Regions from separate parts of the Sus scrofa genome. Here regions 1, 2, 3 and 4 are each linked to region 5. The links are chromatin contacts, called in public Hi-C, HiChIP or PLAC-seq and promoter capture Hi-C maps. All regions are on one chromosome and are shown on one strand. Each heading gives the region's core, a stretch centred on a gene start, on an enhancer-like site or on the middle of the called end of the contact. The rest is flanking DNA. Distances are from core to core; before and after follow the strand shown. Region 1 holds the start of CDK5RAP3 (CDK5 regulatory subunit-associated protein 3). Region 2 holds the start of KAT7 (lysine acetyltransferase 7). Region 3 holds the start of NFE2L1 (nuclear factor erythroid 2-related factor 1). Region 4 holds the start of SP2 (transcription factor Sp2). Region 5 holds the start of ATP5G1 (ATP synthase, H+ transporting, mitochondrial Fo complex subunit C1 (subunit 9)).

Evidence for each region. Promoter capture Hi-C pulls out the DNA fragments that hold promoters and counts their contacts. A called contact is a pair of places that touch in the nucleus more often than the background predicts. HiChIP or PLAC-seq counts read pairs in DNA pulled down with a chosen protein or histone mark.
Region 1: a promoter capture Hi-C map of liver shows a contact between it and region 5, with 4 times the contacts expected there. The contact joins the promoter of CDK5RAP3 here to the promoter of ATP5G1 in region 5. A contact is called at or near these places in 1 of 5 promoter capture datasets (liver) and 1 of 2 datasets of contacts at active chromatin or transcription factors (alveolar macrophages).
Region 2: a Hi-C map of liver shows a contact between it and region 5, with 6 times the contacts expected there. The contact joins the promoter of KAT7 here to the promoter of ATP5G1 in region 5. A contact is called at or near these places in 1 of 5 promoter capture datasets (liver) and 1 of 47 Hi-C or Micro-C datasets (liver).
Region 3: a contact with region 5 is called in an H3K27ac HiChIP or PLAC-seq map of alveolar macrophages. The contact joins the promoter of NFE2L1 here to the promoter of ATP5G1 in region 5. A contact is called at or near these places in 1 of 5 promoter capture datasets (liver) and 1 of 2 datasets of contacts at active chromatin or transcription factors (alveolar macrophages).
Region 4: a contact with region 5 is called in an H3K27ac HiChIP or PLAC-seq map of alveolar macrophages. The contact joins the promoter of SP2 here to the promoter of ATP5G1 in region 5. A contact is called at or near these places in 2 of 2 datasets of contacts at active chromatin or transcription factors (alveolar macrophages and skeletal muscle).

The regions. Positions count from the first base shown.
Region 1 is chr12:24,222,850-24,225,575 of Sscrofa11.1, forward strand. It overlaps CDK5RAP3 (CDK5 regulatory subunit-associated protein 3), which reads left to right and starts at 1,413. Exons shown (of 14, transcript XM_021067091.1): 1 at 1,413-1,538; 2 at 1,762-1,807. The coding sequence starts at 1,533.
Region 2 is chr12:25,969,450-25,972,234 of Sscrofa11.1, forward strand. It overlaps KAT7 (lysine acetyltransferase 7), which reads left to right and starts at 1,527. Exons shown (of 15, transcript NM_001195359.1): 1 at 1,527-1,684. The coding sequence starts at 1,670.
Region 3 is chr12:24,301,984-24,304,683 of Sscrofa11.1, forward strand. NFE2L1 (nuclear factor erythroid 2-related factor 1) reads left to right here and starts at 1,398. Exons shown (of 6, transcript XM_021067094.1): 1 at 1,398-1,527.
Region 4 is chr12:24,152,777-24,155,476 of Sscrofa11.1, forward strand. It overlaps SP2 (transcription factor Sp2), which reads left to right and starts at 1,311. Exons shown (of 9, transcript XM_021067084.1): 1 at 1,311-1,417.
Region 5 is chr12:25,109,541-25,112,240 of Sscrofa11.1, forward strand. It overlaps ATP5G1 (ATP synthase, H+ transporting, mitochondrial Fo complex subunit C1 (subunit 9)), which reads left to right and starts at 1,277. Exons shown (of 5, transcript NM_001025218.2): 1 at 1,277-1,363; 2 at 1,868-1,915. The coding sequence starts at 1,877.

The sequences.
Region 1 (2,726 bases), core at 163-2,662, 890 kb before region 5:
ACCCACAACTTCATGGTTCCTAGTCGGATTCGTTTCTGCTGTGTCACGACAGGAACTCTGCCTCTGTGTCATCCTTGCTGTTCCAGTCCCCAAACCCACACAGCCAATCAACTGCCATTTTCCTCCAAAACATCTCAAATCCAGCCTTCTCTTCCTCCTAGTGCCTCTGTCCCAGGTGAACCCTGAACTCCTGTCTAATAACCTCCTGACAGTTTCCCAGTCTTATCTCCCACAAATCCATCTTCTGTGCAGCCAACCTGTATACGTTCCTCCCTGCCTCAAGCCTCAAACCCTTAAAACCCTCCAGTGGTTCTTCTCTTTCTGCAGGGGGGAAGTACAAGTTGCTTCCTGAGATCTTTTGATATGCCCCTCACAGGCTTTTTTCTCCAGCCACCCCATGCCTCAAACATTTCACTGCACAGGGGATGGGCTGCCTGGGGGGCTGCCTTCCCGAGTGTGAGACCTAAGCTGTGCCCTCTTGAAATTGTCTATATATATATATATCTTTCTTTTTCTTTTCTTTTCTTTTTTTTTTTTTTGGCTTTTTGCCTTTTCTGGGGCCGCTCCAGCGGTATATGGAGGTTCCCAGGCTAGGGGTCGAATCGGAGCTGTTGCTGCTGGCCTGCGCCAGAGCCACAGCAACGCCAGATCTGAGTCCACGTCTGCGACCTACACCACAGCTCACAACAACGCTGGAAAATTGTCTATATTTTTAAACAAGGGGCTCTGCATTTTCATTTTGCTCTGGTCGCTGACAATCATTTTGCCCGTCTTGCCTGTTTGTTGTCCCCTGCACCCCTCTTATGGTTTGTGGCCTGCATAGTCTCCTCCACCCAGAACACCCCTCCCACATCACCCTTTCTGCAGCTCTTCTTTTAACACTCAATTTAGGTGTTATCTTTGGGATAACAAGCCTCCCTTGAACTTCCTCCCTCCCTCCCGTTATCAGCCCTAACCACACAAGCAGCAGCTGCCCAACAGTTGTCTATTTGATGAACTGAAGGAGAAAGCAATGTGCGACACGTGGCACAAGAGACCTACAAACCATCGATGGACAGTAAAGCAAGGCAAGACGGCAAGGGATTTGCAACAGCCTCCGGGTCACCCTGGGCGGCGCTAGGACCCTGCCCGCAGACGCGTTAATGTTGCGGGGAGGCTTCCTTGCCGGGAGGCTTCCTTGTCTTGTTGGCCGGAAGCGCCTGGAGCCGCTCTAGAGCGCCGCCTACTGGGATCGCGACGCCGCTGCAGCCCTTTCCTGACTCCCCCACCCTTCCCTGGCCGTGAGCCCGCCTCGCGTCTCCTATTGGCCGTCTCCTCTTCTCCCGCCCCTCCCGGGCTCAGCCACTCGGAGCCCCGGGGTGGGTGGGGCTTGAGGCCGGTGGTGTGCGCGCCCCGATTGGCTCAGAGGAAGGCGGTGACGTGGCCGGAGCAGCCCTGTCTGTGCCTAAACTGAAGCTCGGCCACGCTAGATCTGGATTGGTGGTAGGCGGGGCGGGCCCCGGTCGCTGGCCGGAAGCGGAAGTGGAGGAAAGATGCAGGTTTGAAGACAGGAGTTGGAAAAATGGGGGGCTGGTTTGGGACCCCTGGACTCAGTTCAGCCCATCCTTCCCTGATCTGCTTCCCCGGCTCTCTCATGGGCTCAGCCCTCCCCGACTCCTGCGTGGTGGCTCCGCAGGGTGGCGGTTGCGCGGGCGAAATGGAGCAAGCGGCAGGTTCCCTTCCAGCGCTCACGCCCGGTTCCCCCGCGATCTTTCCCGCTAGGACCATCAGCACGTGCCCATCGACATCCAGACCAGCAAGCTGCTCGGTAGGAGGGGTCACCCCGCTCAACCGGCTGTCAGGGGGAGGCCTGGCCCTTTGCCCCATCACCAACAGCTGGAGCCCAGACATCCCAAGGTCCCTGTTCAGACGCTGACCGCTCGCCCTGCTCTGTGCCCGCGTCTGTGCCCAGACCTGCCTCGCTAAGAGGAGCAGGAAGGAACCGTTCATAAAGTCTGTACTCAATCTGCGTCTTCTACCTTAACGTTTGTAACATGTGTTGCCAATCAGATCATTCAGGCGCAGAGAGGCGAAGGGCTTACCTTGAAGATGGTCACCTACTGAGATGTCAGATCTGAAATTAGAACCTAAGTCTGTCAGGCACCAGCATCTATGCTTTTTGTATTATGCCAGAAAAAAAAGCTTTCTCTCCTTTTTTATTTTTACTATTTTCCTTTTTTTTTTTTTTTTTTTTTTTGAGGGCCGTTTGAATGGCATGTGGAGGTTCCCAGGCTAGGGGTCCAATCCGAGCTACAGCTGCCAGCCTACACCACAGCCACAGCAACGCCAGATCCGAGCCACGTCTGCAGCCTACACCACAGCTCATGCCAACACCGGATCCTTAACTCACTGAGTGAGGTCAGGGATCGAACCCACAACCTCATGGTTCCTAGTCGGATTTGTTTTGGCTGCGCCACAACGGAAACTCCGGCACATGTATGCTCTTGATGTATGTGCTTGTTATTGTTTGTGAAAGGGACTGATGAGACAACAACTGTGTATCGAGGGTTTGCGCTCTACCAGGTGCTGTTTTGTGTGCTTGATGTTATGAACATGAAGATCACCACCATTCATTGAGCCCTTGCCATGTGCTAGGTGTTTTACCTTCATTCCCCTTTGTACTCAGTGTCTCTAGCATCTTCATTTTACATGTAGGGAAACTGAGGCACAGAGCGATTGAGGGACTT
Region 2 (2,785 bases), core at 277-2,776, 860 kb after region 5:
GGATACCAGTCGGGTTTGTTACCACTGGGCCACAACGGGAACTCCCGAGATATGGTCTTAACATAAGTGCTCTTTACCAGTAGTTGGGGAGCCAGAACACCCAAGAGTAACCTTGGGAACACCCGAGTAGGTGCAAAATAACAGTAATAGTGTGAAATTAAATAAGTTCTTTTGTGCAGTTCAACCTAAGTAGGCCATTTAAAGGTGTTTATGGTAAACATTAAAACCTAAATACTAACAGCTGCCTGTGTTATTACCAGCCCAGGATACACCCAAGGAGAGTGCTAAATAAGGGTCTGGAACTCTAATCCTTCTGAGTCCTCTGCTTAGCACAACAATCAGATGTTTACCTTCTGCTGCTTTGTTCTTTAGTTCAGCTCCAGGGGGAAATCTCCATCTTAGCTAGCCTCAGGTGAAACGGGCTCCAGGATCCTAACTTAATGACTCTTGGATTTTTTTTTTTTTTTTTTCCTCCCAGTCTCTGGGCAAAGCTTTACTCCACACAAGGCTTTTCTCCCAGCGAGGTTAAATCCTCAACGCTTGCTGTTCACTTCTCAGCCTTTTCTTACCGCTCTTCTGCCAACCTTACATCTTCCACCAACTTCTCCTTTCTAGGCAGCTAACATCAATGCCTTTCTGAGCTCCAGCTTTACTAAAAATATTCCTTCCTCTTCCTCCAACTCCTGACTCAAGCGTCTGGATTTCGAGAGGTCACTTGGGCTAATGGGGTTCAATGCTTTTCCAACTCTGGTACCGCGCACGCGCGCACACACACACACACACACTCATCCCGAGGGCCACCCAAGGCTCTCAAACCCATACAGGATGAGGGGACGAAGTGGGTGTGCTCACCACAGAGCTAAACTGGTAATTCTTTGGAGCAACAGTTTCTGGAGAATGGTTGTGTCTCCTTTCGCGAGTGAACGGATCAACATACTTGCGGTTCGCTAAAGGCAAGGACAATGTCTCCTCTACCAGACAAGAAACTTCTTCATGAAGGACGCTACCTTCTTTCTGTCCTTTCACAAGCCCCCATTCCCAGCACTGTGAGACACCGAATGGCTCTTAAAATAGTTTCTTGTGCAAAATAGCCCTTCCCAATTTTGAGTTTATGTGATAAAGGGAAACGTCCTTTAGCCAATTCGGCGACTAAGGGGTTAAACCTCAGCAACCTGATGGATTCTGGGGCTTTCTTTCCTCGACTTCAGAAATTAAAACCAAAGGGAAGGGAAATTTTGCCCATTGTAAAGATGAGAACTGTTAACTTCAACTGTCAGGCTTCTGCCCCAAACAGGAATGGCTACCCACGCCTACAGAGGATGCCATTCCCCTAACTAAAAATGGCGGGCCCCAGTTTCCACTGTCGCTGCCACTTTCTGCCCAATTCCAAAATGGCTCCCGCTAGCCTCACCGGAGGGGGAAACCTCCCAGAATCCTCTCTGGCCCTAACGTCAGGTGACGCAAGCCTCAGCCGGAAGTGGAGGAAAAAGCGCCTCAGCCCGCGGCGCCTGCGCAGAAAGGTCTAGACGCTGTGAAGCAGGAGGCACTTGGGATCGTCCGCAGGATTGGGACTGCTACAGAGGCCGCCACGGAGCCCGCCGGAGCCACCGTTCCCACTGCTGCTGCCGCCGCTGCCCGAATCGGAACCGTCGGGCCGCAGCCGCCGGCAATGCCGCGAAGGAAGGTGAGAGGAACGGGACAGGAGGGATGGCGGGTTTCTAAAGGGCAGTCGATTGAGAAGAGTGACGCAGTTGGCCACGCCTCACAGTGGTTGGGTTCCAACTTCCCGCTTCCCTGAACCTAGCTCAGCAACCCTCGCTTCTGTCCATACCCAACAGAAAAATGTGGGCCCGACTGTGGCCTCGGCCTATGCTTGCACCTATTCCCGCCCTCTGCTTGCCTGGCTCGGAGGCGTTCTTCTCGGCAATTGGTCGCTGAAACGTCTAGAAGCATGTTGATTGGCTGGCGACACCGCCCATTTGGGCCCAACGGTCACCTCCCCGCGTGTGGGGGCGGTGTCTAGGCCCGGCTCTACCGCTCTCCGACTGGATGTAGAGAACGATCCCTCTTCTCTTGATTGGCGGGGCTTGGCAGTCTGTCCTGTGGGGGCGCGGTTTAGCGGGACCGCGATTGGGTGGCACGAGTCCCCTCCCATCCGTATGGTGATGCTCATAGGAGGAGAGGCGGGGTTTGGGGAGTATCCTTCCTTTCCCCGCGGAGGACACAACAAAGCAGAGGACTGGGTGGTAGAGAAGCAGCGCCCACTCCCGAGGGATCCCTTCCAGGCCTGTTGCACCTAAGCTGCGGTTTTCCCTTATGTGCTTAGTTGGACAGCGCCTAGAAAATGAAGTTCGTAAATCGGAAACTTCCTAGAATTAAATGGGACTTGACGATGTCATCTAGGGACACCCCCATCCCTTTTCTCAGCTAAGCAGAGGCTTAAGGGAGTGCCCCAAGCCACTCAATTAGGCAATGACAGAGCCTGGACTACAGGACAAATCTAATTCAGTTCAACAAACGTTTATTGACTCTTCGCTATGTGCTGGTTGCCGAGGACTCGAAAATTAATTAGACATGATCACTGGCTTAAGGAATCAGAGTCTGAGAGGAAAACAGACATTTAAATAACTGTAGAAGGGTTTAGTAAATTCTCTACTTGGCAGTAATAAAGATTAATGGGAGGGAAGTGGAGCAATTTAATCTGCTCTGGAGTAAGATGGGAAGTAGTTGGTGAAAGCAGTAGAGGAGAGCTGAGCTCCAGGGTCATGCCAGGAAGGGATGGGCA
Region 3 (2,700 bases), core at 148-2,647, 810 kb before region 5:
AGGCACTTTTCTAGGTTTTGAAGACTCCACAGTCAGTGCACAAGATTCTAGTCCTTGTGGCGTTTGTATTCTAGCAATTTCTGGGAGAGAAATAGTAAGACGAAGAAATAAAATGTGCTCTCTGAATCTGACTTTGAAACAGGTAGCCAGCGTTTACGTTTTTTAAAGATTCAATGAATGGATGCTACTGTGTACTTCCATATGGCGAAAGTGCTTTATAATCTGGGAACCACCTCGAATTAAGCCGCCTAACTCTCCAAACACGTGATGGACTCAATGTTCTCACCGAATGACTTACCAGTTAGCCTTGTCCTTGATTGTACAAGGACCAGTGACTCGCCCACTAGATTAGTGGGATCTTCCAAGGAGTCAAGAATTTGAGTCAATGCCTCTTTGTCCCACAGCTAGGAACAACTCACTACATACTCCAACTCGGCCACTGGTTAAAAGTGGTCTCCGCACCCATCCGAGGTTATTGGGTCGTAAGTGAATCAGAACCTCGGGCATGGTGCCTCCAAATGTGCAAGTTTAACAACTTCCGCAAGTGTTGCTGGGGGTAAACTAATATTTGAAAATCACGAATACGTGGGCTAGGCGAGATTAGAAAACACTAGAAACTGAGGAAAGTTATGGAAAAGCAGGAGTAACGTAAGTGGGAGGTTGAGCAGAGACCATACAGGGGCGGAGCTCTTTGGGGTGTTGTAATCATGACAAAAAAATCACTAATTATGCCACACACCATCGTGGCAACATCGCCGAGCTGCCGCCACAGTTTGACCCTTGTCTGACATGTGGTGCAAAGATCCCGGACTGGCAAGGAACCCCGTGCCAAGCTTCCACGGAGCGGAAGCTGAGAGAGTGGTTTCCGCTGCCAGCAGCTAAGATGGTGGCACGAGCGTCGTCAAACCCGCCAAATACACACGCTGTGCCCCCACCTCGGCCTCTCAGGTCTCACTGGACTTTTGCAAGTCATCGTGGGAACCCTCATGGGGGGGATTCCGCGCTCCGACGGCGATACCACCTCCCACACCCGGCCAGAAGCCTTTATCCTCCAGCTCAAAGAACGCACTAGAAGAGGTCGGCCTCCTCGCTTTGCTCCGAGCCCAGCCTGTAATTCCCGCGGCTGGCGCACGGCGGAGGGAGTCTAGAACGCCGAGCGATAGGACCTTAGCCCCACTTATTGGTGGGCCTGCGCCGCGGGGCGGGCCTACATGCCCATTGGACTGCGGAGCTTGTCAGTCTTGGGAAATCGGTAAAGGGAGGAGGAGGTACACTTAGCCATTGGGCTTTCCCTGCTGTCAATCAAAGCGACATCCGGCGACGGCCACTATCTCGGCTCGTTGATTGGAAGAAACGTGTTCCTGGGGAGGGCGCGGGGGGCGGGCTTCCGAGTGAGGTGGGAGGAGGGGGCGGGGAGGGAAACGGAGGCTGGCGAGCTCTAGGCCGGCCGGCGGTGGCGGCGGCAAGGCCTGGACTCGGGCTGAGGGCCTGCTGGGACAGCAGCGGCGGACGCCGAGCTCAGCAGCGGTATCAAGCACATTTTTTTCCCTCACGGGAGGGGCGCAGTGCCGCGGGGCCAAGGCTTATGGGGTGAAGGGCGGCGGGGTGGAGCTGAGGGGCAGGAGGCGGGAGCGGGCGGCCGCGAGCGGGGTTCGCTCGGGGCTGGGCCTTGGACCTGGCAGGGAGGGGCCCAGAGGCTGTGGAGAAAGCCGGCTTCGGGGTGGGTTGGACTGGGGAGGGCTGAGGGCCTGAGAAGGCGTGGTATTAGGCCCGGGCTTGGGAGCGGGGTGGGGCCATAGGGGCGGAGGGCGGGGTGGGGTTTGGCCATCCGGGTGGGTCAAGGCCAGGAAAGTAGCACTTGTTCGCTGCTGCCCCAGAAGGCTAGAAGCCGAGGCGCCAGGAGCGGCATGGCGACTTGGTCCCAGCCGGACTCGGGTATCCGGGGCAGGGTGGGACCGGGCTCAGACCTGGCCTTCCTCGATCTTTAAGGGACCTCGTCCATTTGCCCGAACTTAATTGGCTCTTGGGAGGTTTTAGTAATAAATCGCGTGAGAACTGGAGGGTAGTGTAAGCAGGAATTCTAGATCGTAATTATGTTTACTCTAACCAGATAAGGGTGTGTGTGTGTGTGTCTGTGTGTATGTATAGATCCCTTTTTCTCTTTAGGATTGGGTCACAACAGTGAAGAAGAGAGAGTTATGTGTTGGTTTGTGAGGTTAATGGAAGCTCCGAAGTAGAGACTAGAAACTGAAAGGCAGCTTTGCTCTCTCTCCACTTGGCTATCTGGGTTGAGGACTTGGCCATATCCTTCTGCTTTGGCTCAGAAGGTCACATGAATGAAAATAAAACCTGCCTATTCAAATTCTGGGCCAAATAATCCTGCCTCAGCCCCCACCCCCCTCCCTTCAGTACCCCCCACCTTTTTTTTTTTCCTTTAATGTAAGAATGATAGGAAAGGGAAGTCAGGTTTCAAAATCGGGAAAACAGAAAAAGCATTTTTTCTGTAATGTGTTGTCCTCTCATCCTTGTACACTCTCAGCCAGTAATAATAATCTCTCCCTCCCCTTTAGAACTTGAAGGGAGAGGACTTGTAGGAGGCTCTCTCCTGAGAGATGGCAAGCAAACTTTCTTTTAAGATAGGAAATGGACTTCTCAACCTAAAAATAGAATCTGGGTAGTGTATACTTGGGGTGGGGGAGG
Region 4 (2,700 bases), core at 61-2,560, 960 kb before region 5:
CCAATTTGACCCCTAGCCATGGAATGTCCATATACCACAGGTGTGGCCCTAAAAAACAAAAAACAAACAAACAAAAAAAATAAGAGGACAGGCTAGAAAACATCAGTGCATCACAAGTAGAAAGGGTAAGTATTGTGTCTGAAAACTTTTATCATACTCTCACAGGAGTTATAAGTGTAATAGGTCATAATGCAAATGTATTTCTCACTGTGGGGCTATGATTTTAAAAAACGAGAAGAAAAGTAAAGAAAAAAAGCCATTGCTCTAAGGTGTGGTTGCAATTAGCCTCTTTTTTCCATAAGGTGCAGGGAGTTTCGGTACCCTGCCTCTCTGCAAGTGGACTGTGTAAAACTTCAAATACAGGCTGGTCTGAAACCAGAATGGATTTCTTCTTACTAATGAATGCCTTCCCAAGTTCGCATCCATAGGAAAGAGAAACCTACCCACGTAGCTCCTGCCAAGTGCTGTACTCACAGCACCTCATTTAAGGAGGTGAGTCGGGCACGGACCAATTCTGTCCACCGGAGGCGCTGGTTAGAATGCATATTCCAGGTTTGCCCCGGACACATGAGGCGGCCCCGGGAATCTACTTTTTGGAGAGCTTCGGGTGATTCTGTGCCCAAATCAAGGAGTCGATGCAATAAATAACCATGTGAGGATTAAGAGGGATTTCAACTGAGACGATGAAAATAATCCCCTCACTTCAGAAGAGTCACACAGCCCCAACTCTCGCTATTGTGTCCGACTCCAACGCCTCGCTGTACAAAGTCACCTCGGGGCTCATTCCCCTCTCCAGAAGCGATGAAGGGTGAGGGACTAAATGAGACTGGTGGTTTTCCACTCACCAGGCAGTAGTTGAGTGGCCGAAGCGCAGGAACCCTCGCCAGGCCAGGGCAACACTCGATTAAGGTGCAAAGTAGATGCTATTTATAGGGCATTTTTCGGCCTCACCCTGAGGACTTCTGATTGGCTTTAGGGCAGATCTGTCAGTCATCTTCTGGGTTAGAGGTGGGTGGAAGGTCAACCACTACCAATACAAAACCACTCCTCAGCTAAGCCCCGCCTTATCCAGCTTCCTGTTGCTGTCCATCAACCACCTCGTGGGCGGGACTTTGCCTCCCGCCAGTTGGCTGGCGGACATGTCGTTCATTCTACAGTAGGCTTCCGGTTGGTGCCCTCTACGGTCCATCAGTGACATTTCACAGGTTTATTGGCCAAACCAACGTCGCTCTAGATACATCTCTTTGATTGGTTAGTACTGCTGTCGGTCCCCAATGTACCGAACTCTAATTGGTGAACGCTGCCGTCGCTCGGGCGGTGGCGGGCTCCGGGATTGGTGGGTGCTAGGCGGGCGGTGTCAGGCTCTCGGTGGCGGCGGAGGCGGCGGAGGCCAGGGAGGAAGATGTCGTAATGAGCGGTGGGTCCTGGCCGCTGCCGGCGGGGTCTTTCCGGCTCTCAAGGGTCGGGAAGACGGGCAGAGGCCGCAGGGAGGGGGAGCCGGGGCTGAGGGTTCCCCCCTGGGGCCGGGCCTGGCGCCGGGGCCCGGCTCCGGGAGGGGCGGGGAGGGAGGATTCCCGCCCGGAGGAGGAGCGGGGCTGGCCAGCCGGGCGGAGGCACCCGGAAGGGGGTGTTCGACTCCCCGCCCCCTCGGAGCCCGCTGGGCGGGAGGGCGGCGCTTCCGGGGGCTGGCGAGAGGAGCGGGCACCCGGGGCCGGCCTGGCACCCCCCTCGGCCTGGCCGACCCGCTTGAGCGCTGCCAGGCCCGGAGACGTTGCCTGGGTCGGCTTCGAGGAGGCGGTCGACGCCCTGTGCGCTTGCCCTGTGTTCGGGGACCCTTTTGCATTCTCACTCTATTTGCCCACCAGTGATTCAGGATTCTCCCGAGAGCAGAGAGGGGCGGGGGAATGCTTGAAATTCCGAGGGCGCCAACCACATGGGCACTGCTGGGCTTGGAAGCCAACCGAGTTACTGATGTATCCCAGTCGAGAGATGGTGTCAGGACATGAGGGCACTCCCTAGGTAGATGACCTCTCTGCTTAGACTGCGGGGTGGGCAGAAACCTTTTAATATTTCACTTGCATCCTTGAGCCTCCAGCTAGATATCTGCCAGCTCTTAGCAAAATTGTGGGACGTTTAAGAACTTGTTAACAGAACTTCCAGCCTGTACCAGGCATCCCGTTGGGGGGGCGGGGGGAGGGAGCACTGCTGAATCCCAAAGGCCAGGAACAAACCGAAGGAATGACAGAAGCAATAAAATGGATGCTTAACTTTCTTCCTCCACCCCCTCTCCATCCCCGTTGCTGACTTATGGTTCTCAGCCTCCTACCCATGCTTTCTTGGCTTATGTTCCCGGTGGCTTTCTAATTTTAGATGAAAAGGAACTGTGTCTTCTCCTCTGGGCAGTTGAGAAACCTGTCCTCAGTGCATTCTTTGGTTTTGATTCCAATATACTGTTGTGTTTGTTTCTTAATTAACCTGATCCGAAGGGACTCAGTCTGGCTTTTCTCAGTGCACATTCTCCTAAGTTTGTTTCTTCTTCTGAGGCTACTTCTTGGTCACTTAATCGTTTTCTTAGAGAAAGGGAGGGAGGAGCCAGGAGATCTGCTTTAAGCAATGAATTGGCCCATGCGGGCCCCCATTACATGGGTTTCCTTGGAAATAGAAGGTACATTGGCATGCACTGTCTAAAACTTGTATGCT
Region 5 (2,700 bases), core at 27-2,526:
TCAATACAACATCATAGATCAACTATACTTCAATACAATTTAATTTTTTTAAAAAAACCACAAAAAACAAAGCCTTTCAACAAACATTGCCAAATTGCTTTCAAGAAAGGTTCTAGGGTGGTTCCTGTTGTGGCACTGCAGATTAAGACCCCAACACAGTGTTGGTGAGGGTCCAGGGTTGCCACAAACTGCACCCTAGGTCGCAGATGCAGCCCAGATCTGGGGTTGCTTGTGGGTGCTGTGGGCCTGTAGCTGCAGTTCCAATTCAACCCTTTGCCCAAGATCTTCCATATGCAACAGGTGTGGCCAAAAAAAAAAAAAAAAGGAAAAGAAAAGAAAAGAAAGGTTCTAGGCGGTGGCAATGTCACTGTTGAGGCTCAGGCTGAATTCCTGGCCTGGTAATTTCTGCATGCCTGCAGCCCCCTGCCTGCCTCCCCCCAAAAAAGTGCCTGGCTCACATTAATTTTAAAAAACTCTACTCTTTTGGTAAGAAATGCTGCATTTAAAGTTATGTTTCTTTGACTAGCTTAGTTGCACATTCTTTCCCTCAATTTACATTTTTTTAGTTCCAACTCTTTCCTCCTATCTCTATCAGATTGCTTTTGCAATACAAATATACTTAAGAACAACAACCCAGTGGTTGCTACTGCATGACTGCTCAACACTGGCAAAAACCCACAAAGGCGAGCTCGAACGTTAGCAAAGAACCTAGGCGACAGCTGGCCCTTATGTTTCATGGCGGAAACATGCCTTCCACAAATCACTAGGCGAAAATTACTGCAAAGGCGTTGGCTCTCCCAGTCTGGGGAGGAACGTCTCGCGGGATCTCAATCGCCCTTGGAACCTCTGACGCGACTACAAGACCCAACATGCAACGCGCCTCCAGGCCCTCGTTCTCGAATGAAGGCTAAGGTCCAAGGTCATGTGTCTATCTGCGTAAGGCGTCCGGTCATCTCTCCCACGCCTTTTTCTGCAGCTTTCCACCTTGGCCGCCATTTTGTGCGGGAGGCAATGGAACCTGAGTCCCTCGACTCTATGGTCCGCAATTCAGAGATCGTCCAATCGGAAGCCAGACCTTGAAGGAAAACCCCGCCTCTACCCGCAGGGAGGCGGGAACTGCCACGAAGCTCCTGTGGAGAGAGAGGAAGGCGCTACAGGAAACCAATGAGAAGGGAGGAATCTAAGATGTTAGCCAATGAGGGTGCGAGAGGATTGCGGCCAATGAGAGTAGGGGGACCCCCGGACACGTGGGTGGGGGCGCTGAGTGCTGAGTCCTACAGCTAAAGCCGGGAGGTGAGTCAGTCACCTTGAGCCGGGCGAGCGCTGTGTTCCAAGCCGGGGCAGCGGGGCAGTGAGAGTGCAGGTGACTTGGGGCCGAAAGCCAGTACTTGGCAGGGCTGTGGCCGGGTTGTGTGGAGGGGCATTTGCCCCTAGGGCCGGGAAAGGCGACGAGCCTCTATAGCCTTAACAATTAATGTTAATTACCAACCGTAATGGGTAACTGCCCTGGTTTAAGCGGACTGTGGACAGCTGTGTAAAATTAGGCAGACTCTGAACGGCATCTGCCCAGCTTTAACGTCCAGTCTTCCCCGGAGACCATCCTCTTGGGATAGCATTTCCCTCCTGGGCCGGGCCTCCTTCCTGTACTTCCGATTTCCATGACCTTCCTTTGCAGACCTGTCGCGCTGAAAGTGGTGGACCGGGAATTCGCCCAGTCCTTCTGACCTCTAATGTTCTCCTCAGCTGGTGCACCATTCGAGGAAGAGCGTGGTCCAGGGAGGACGGGCGGGGTGAAGGGGACGACCGAAGGTCGCCACTATAAGCAAACCACCAGGGTGCCAGTGGATTTTTTCTTTTTTCTCTGCAGACAGAAAAAATGCAAACCACCGGGGCGCTACTCATTTCTCCTGCTCTGGTAAGCTTGTGGCTCCGGGGTGCCCTGTAACGCCAGGTAGAGCCATCAGCGTTTAATGAATGAACTGAGAGGAGCTTGGCATCCTGCTGTTGTTGCCCCTTTAGGGAAGCTGTAGGATGTGATGCAGTTAACCTTTGATTATTTGGGCCTGTAAACCAAATTGTCTTGGCTTTGGAATGTGGTCAGAATCTGGATCTGACCTTTTTACTCCTTGTCTGACTTATAGCTAGACAGCCCACTGAAGCAGTGATTCTCAGCTTTGGCTGTACATTGGAATGGGGTAGCTTTTAAATAGTCTAACGCCCAGACTACCCCCCGTGGGGTGGAATCTATACATTTGTTTTGTTCTGTTTTTTGGAACTCCCGAGATGATGTGAATGTTAAGCCATGTTTGAGAACGGCTACGTTGTATTTGTTGAAATTTTTAAGAAAACTGTTGCAGGAGTCTTTGCTTAGGTGACTGTTTCAGGAGCCTTACCAGGCTCACTGGCCCACTCCATTCAGGGTGTGTAACCGTGATTGCATTTTTAGCAAAGTAAGATTTTCCTCTTTTGATTCATTTGGTGATCTGGGTACAAACCCTTCCTGTACTTGGTTTGATACTAGTGTGCGGTGTTTTGCGTGTGTTTGTTTTTGGGTTTTTTTGGTCCCTTCTGAGATACTGATTAAGTGCTGTGCCCACAGAAGTGAACCTCCTTACCTGGGAAGGTAAATGGGAAGGTTGCCACTGCTGATGACACCCTGGTCTCAGGACAGCCCTCTCTGGTTGAGACAGGAATACATTA